Linked DNA regions of Zea mays: region 2 is linked to region 1. A link is a contact called in public Hi-C data. All regions are on one chromosome and are shown on one strand. The core of a region is the stretch at or near the end of the contact, and the rest is flanking DNA. Distances in the headings are between cores, read along the strand shown. Region 1 holds the start of LOC100276809. Region 2 has its middle 5.0 kb from the start of LOC103633272.

What was found. A called contact is a pair of places that touch in the nucleus more often than the background predicts.
Region 2: a Hi-C map of bundle sheath shows a contact between it and region 1, with 7 times the contacts expected there. The contact joins the enhancer-like site here to the promoter of LOC100276809 in region 1. A contact is called at or near these places in 17 of 25 Hi-C or Micro-C datasets (bundle sheath, ear, endosperm and 5 more) and 2 of 3 datasets of contacts at active chromatin or transcription factors (leaf and seedling).

The regions. Positions count from the first base shown.
Region 1 is chr7:164,601,468-164,604,512 of Zm-B73-REFERENCE-NAM-5.0, reverse strand. It overlaps LOC100276809, which reads left to right and starts at 1,398. Exons shown (of 2, transcript NM_001152302.2): 1 at 1,398-1,741. The coding sequence starts at 1,455.
Region 2 is chr7:164,683,549-164,686,593 of Zm-B73-REFERENCE-NAM-5.0, reverse strand. No RefSeq gene overlaps it. Among protein-coding and RNA genes, the nearest start is that of LOC103633272, 5.0 kb to the left of the region's middle. Within about 2 kb of position 1,448, at least 20 of the 20 cell types and tissues checked have an H3K27ac peak or open chromatin away from gene starts, as enhancers often do. A contact at or near this core is called in bundle sheath, ear, endosperm and 5 more, where this site is marked.

The DNA.
Region 1 (3,045 bases), core at 149-2,648:
CCGACAGGTGCTTATATAATCCATAAGCTGAATTATATAATCTTGGAAGGAAACAAATATGGCCTTATAGGCCCCGTTTGTTTACCCTCTAGATTATATAATCTAGCTTAAATAAGTTAAGAGACAAACAAACAACACAAATTATTAGATGTATTATATAATTTAGATACCTAGATTATGATAATGCATAAGCAGCTCATAAGGTACTTATATAATCTATAAACTAGATTATATAAGGGTTGATTTGGTGGCCAGGGATCACGATGGGATCTATATGGAAGGAATTCCCCTGCTATTCATAATTGAATAGTAAAGGGATTCCTCTCCTATGAATCCCGTCGGATTCCTCTCCTACGAATCCCCTCGTAATACCTGGTCACCAAACCAACCCTAAGGAAACAAACATCACCCTAGTCTGGCTAATTTTCTTAGTGATTATGGTCCCACTATTTTGTGGGATCCTGAGCGTCATCGTCTCATCATTCTACATAAACAGGTGTATGCGTGTAGTTTCGCCTGTTCGCTTGACTTTAATCCGTATCAGTTGCTTTTATAGTGTTTTTTCTCTATAAATTGCAGTAATCCAAACAGCTGGCTCCACCAGTGCGCTGATACTCTTTATTAGTGGGGAAAAGGTGCATTTGCCAAATCAAATCCTTGCCGTGTTGAGGCTTTGTACCTGTGCAGTTATTTTTATAAAACCCCGCGTAGTGTATATCGTCTCCTCCAACTCATTACACATATTTCCTTACGTGACGCAGGTAGAAAAAAAATGGTCTGAACTAAAGTGTTATAGTATATGAGACTGTTCTACATTATAATGTGTATATTTTAAATTTTAGTGGGCTCCGGTAAAGTTCTATGTGCTCAGGAGCGGTATGAAGGCTTGGGCCCTAACCATTGCACCACATGTGAATTTAGGATGGTCTGAACTAAAGTGCTCTATGTGCTAACTCTGTCACTTGTATTCTTTACATTTGAAGCTTGTTTGTATAAATCCATTCCTCATGTGAATTGCAGTAGATTGAGTAGGATTGATGAGTGAAAATCTTCACCACTTACGTTCCAAATCAAATCCATATACTCCCTACGTCCCAAAATATTAGCCGATAATAATAAATCTAGACATATAAATAAGATATATATTAATTATTGTATAAATCTATTAAAAATATAAAACAACGATTTTTAATTTCGGACGGAGGAGTACTATATATTGAGAGGAAATCGGTTTATCCAATCAGCCCCGGCCCGGCTTGAGCTGGGGGAGTATATATTAACTAAAGAAGAAGGGCATTTTAGTCATTTGCAGTCGCAACTAACAAGCAACAAGTGGTGCACACATCCGCAGCCGCCAACTACAAAATGCCCGTGAGGCAGATCAGCTGCCCACTCGAACGGTAAAGCAAAAACCTGCAGGCAAGCTAGCTAGCCACGCGCACGCAGATCAGCAGATGAAGCTGTTCGCCTTCGTGAGGCGCGCGCGCCGGCCGCCGCCGACGGCGCCCGACGACGACACAGCCACAGCCGCCGCCGCTGCGACCACGGAGAAGCGGCGCCGGAGGCTGTCCTCGTCTTCGTCGTCGGGGTCGGCGTGGAAGCCGACGCTGGGCGCCATCTCCGAGGACGCCGCCATGACGTCCGCGCCCGTGGCGCAGGCGAAGGCAGCAGCGGCGCCGGCCAGGGCCAAGGCGAGGTCGCCTCGCCGTGCCACCCGGGCGGCCGGCTACGACGACTTCCGGTGAGTTCCTTGGTGGGTGCCGTGCGTGCGTGCGGGGGCGAGCCGGCTAGGCAGAGCAGGAGAGGGGACGCGTGGACGTTGCGTGTCACCGCCGAGTGGACCCTTCGATGCGTTTCTGTGGGCCCAGGCTAGGGTAGCGTTTGCGCACACGTTTCTACGTGGAGTGATGACCTTCCAGTTCCAGGTTAGGAAGAAGATGGTGACCTTATAGTTGATCAACATCAACTCGCGCGCGGCACCTAATTTTTAGTTGGATTGGGTGCTTCTCAAAAGTCAACTAGAGATCTGGCGCACACGAGGGAGATCGAGGCCCTCTCGAATCGATCGATCGGGTCAAACCTACTTTTTGGTACGTAGCTTACGGGAGCATGCATCGCATCAGTCAACTTGTTGATCTTGCAAATTGCACGTCTCAGTCTCTTTATTCACGAGTCACCCGTAGTGTCACTCATTTCCAAGCTGAATATATATATGATTTTTGAACGTAAACCTCGGGCACCTTGCGTTTGTATTAAACAAAAACAGAGGGGAATGGATACTGTAAGATTTACTCCATACCCATCTTCCAAATGAAAACATGGGGCTAAATAAGCTTCCAAATTGATTACTCCATACCTCGAGCACCTAACATTCAGGATTTTGAACGTACGGGTCATCGTACGTTTTTACCATAGCCAAATAAGCTTCCAAAATGAACAGTAGCCACAGCAGGTGGTATGAGGAGCAAGCAGGTGCAGTGCAATCCCTAGCAAAAGGACACTTATCTTTACAGTATTATGTAAAACATGCATGGGACTGACAGTGACTATGGACCCCGATATCCATGGGTTATCCTACACGGCGGACGCCGGACAAGCTCGCGATCCTTATCTGAATCCAGGGCGATGGGGTCTAGTCTCTACTTTTTTTATCGGTAGTGCATGCGTCAGAAGGAGACCTCAGACCTTTCTTTTTCCCAGCACCAGCTTTGGCCGTCGTAGTCAAACACTCAAAGTAGATGAAGCTGGTGACCCGGTCAGGCGTGCCAGTGGCCACCCCCAGCAAAGGCACAAGCCTGTGCTGCTGCTGCTGCTGCTGCATGAGCATGACTGAACTGAACCTGTGGAGTACTGCCGCCATGATGACCTAGGGCCTGCCACTACTACATGTCCCTGGGGATCATCGTACGTCGAAAAGATCAGCGCGCAATGCACTGCAGATTGCGCAAGAAGAGGACCTGACCCGCGCTTCACAAGGCTCATCTCTAGCTTCAAATCCAATCCGATGATGCTCCAGCGTTATTACTATACTGCCGACTTCTGTAT
Region 2 (3,045 bases), core at 199-2,698, 82 kb before region 1:
GGAGTAGCAAGCATCCTAAGCTAGGGGGACGACAGCTTTTGCATGGTTGGAGGACCCAAAAAAAGAAGGGACCGATATTGCTTGCTTGCTTGTGAAGGGAGCAAAATCAAATTTAAACATGCTGCATGTCTTCCCTAGCTAGGGTGGCCCGTGTGGCCTGGCCGTACGTACGTTCTTCCCAAAGTTTGGAGCAGTGGAGCAGAAAGAAAGGAACACGACAAGGGTCAAGAAGGATGGGCAAACCGTCGGAGCTGCAGCCGTCGGACCTTGTATGTATTGGCTGGCCCTGGCCGTACAAGTAGCTGCACCGTAGCGGCGGGTAGTGGCTTTGAGATTCTCATCGCAAGCTTGCATTGCAGGTGACGTAAATAAAGTGGCCCGTCCGCGCCATGCCCATGCAGATAGACGGGCATAGGAACTCGAGATCCAGACAGAGCGGTGACTGCCAATGGGTTCTCGGTAATGACAATTTTAATCCGTAAATCTGAAATCCAACGGGTACCCATGTGAAGAATTTGACCCACGGATGTAATCTATCCGATCTTAAAGTTTCGCAGGTGTGGCATATGCTTTTCACTGGCCGGTTGACATGAACCTTGAGGGCCTGTATGTGGGGGAGGCCCAAGATGGTCGGTGCCAGGGTTCGAATAAGCTCATGGCGCAAGATATCTAGAGGCCTGTTTGTTTTAGCCTTTTTTTTCTGACAAACTATTCTAAGAATCAGCTGTAGAGAGAATTTGAGTATCGTAGAGATTATATACGAAGGAAGATAAACAGATCTATAGGATTTAGGATCTAGAAAGTGGTGAATTACTACTAACACGACGACTCGACTGATTATATATTCACGTTGATTTAGTATAATTTTCACCAAAACGATTCTCACAAAAACGGATTGAAAACCGAACTGTTTGTCAGCTCGCATCAGCTTCTGACGGCCAAAAGGTGGAAATAAGCACAAACAAACACCACCTAGATCGATCGATCCCTGACCGATTGTTCAAATAAGCTCAAACCGACGTTCTCCTTCTTAATCTCATGTTTACTCATTTATATTTAAAATTTGCATTGCAACAATCAGTGATGAGCTACTGAATTTAATGACTAGTATATATAGCATATCTTTTTTTTTATCTCAAAGCAGAAAACTTATCTCCAGAAAAGTTGGTTACATTAATGAAAAATCAGTCCAGAATGATACTAGAAATCAAACGCGTTGGTTTGTGCGACTGTGCCGGCCGCTCCTCAGGTCAGTCAAACGCCAAATGTCACGCAGCTCGGCAGCGGCGGCGGCGGCGGCGGCGGCGGCGGCAGCAGCATGCGTCGTCCGCATGCTTTGTCACTAGTCGTTAGAGCAAGGAAAAGGAAGCTGGCACTAGCTAGGCCACATTAGTCGTTTAGGCAAGAATTAGGCCCATCTTGGTGCAATGTGTATTCCTACTTTCAATCCTTTATGGGCTGCCTGCCCCGTGCATTACCAAAGCCCGCCCGCTGTTCCTCCTCTTACTTATCGTCTGGCCTGGCTGGCTTCTCGTTGCCCAGTCGGCCCGGCCCACCAACAGGAGATTTGCATGCGTGCATTTTTCGTCGCCAAGGACACTGATGGATCATGCTGCTGCCGGAGCTTCAAGACAGGACTAGCAAGATTCAGCCAGCCCCACTAGGATTACTGGAGCTAGGAGTCATGGGAATCCTGCAGGGGGCACTGCCACTGCCGTGACCACGAGGCTGCAGCTCGCCAGCTCCCGGATGCTGCTCAGCGCCTCGTCGCCGTCCTCTCATCCTCTGCAGCTGCAACTGCAACTGCAACTGCAAGCGAAGTAACCTGCGGTTGACCATCGTCTCCAGTGAGTCCAGGTACGTTCAGCTTCACAAACCAACCTCCTGCAGCTGTGCCACTGCACATGCCGGCGGACGGCGGGCGTCCTATACTACTACTCCTATCTATGATAGCTCAGTAGTGGCAGACTACGGGATCGTATCATATCATATCTTCCTGCGACGATCTCAAACGGAAAAAGGGCCCGAGCCGAGCCGAGCCTGCCTACCTGAAAAGGGCGTTGAAGAGGACCCGGCCGGCTGCGGAAAGAGGACGACGCACGCCTCTCGTTTTCGCAAGGATACCCATCTCACCGGCTGATTCTGCTGCCTGCTATGTCTATGCATGTGCCTGGCTGGGATTTGAGCTGAACCCGTTCGAGACAGATCAATCGGCATCGGCAGCGAGTGATTCGCCTCGGCTTTGGTTCCGTGGTCTCTCCCTCGCCACGCGCCTTCTTTGGAGAGGCCAGCCAAGGCCGCCGTGACGGGGCGAGGCGAAAAGGTGGCTAATGATGAGCGTGGTGTGGACGAGCACTACACTACGACTTCCTCTCCGTCGTCGTGCTCCTCAGACTTCAGTGGTCTATCACCAGCAGTCCCTCGCTCTTTGCTTTGCTTTGCTTCATCGGTCGAGCGCACTGAGATGCGGACGCTACTAATGGTGTTCGTTGCATCTTGCGCGCCTGTAAACAGCTACTACTATTAGATTAATAAAACGTGTTCATTCCCCCAACCACCCACCCATTTTCCTCATCATTGGACTCTGGAAAAACCAACAAAGACGACAACTCTGTTTCAGGTTTCTGTACAAGTAGTTAGCCAATATGCTAACTAGACCTTGTTTGGATGCATCCAGTTTTTAAAAAATCGGTTTATATAAATTGAGCTGGTCCAAACATACCAGTTTATAACACAGTTTATAGAAATTAGATTTCAGTTACATAAACTCCAAGAAGCTGGTCTTTCTTAACTAAAAGATAAAACTGGTTTCTTGAAAACTGGTGACTTAAAACATGGACTAACTACGTTTGGTTGCAATGACAGGACGGGATGGGACGATCCCTCAAATTAGGTTGTTTGGTTCTGGGTCAAGGGTTGAGACAGTACTATCTAGTGTTGTCCCCTGTTATCCCTTAAAATTGGAGGGACGACAGAGGATGTCAGGGGATGATCCCGTCCTAGCTGTCCCACAACCAAACACACCAAAGGCAGCTGCGGTCCTGT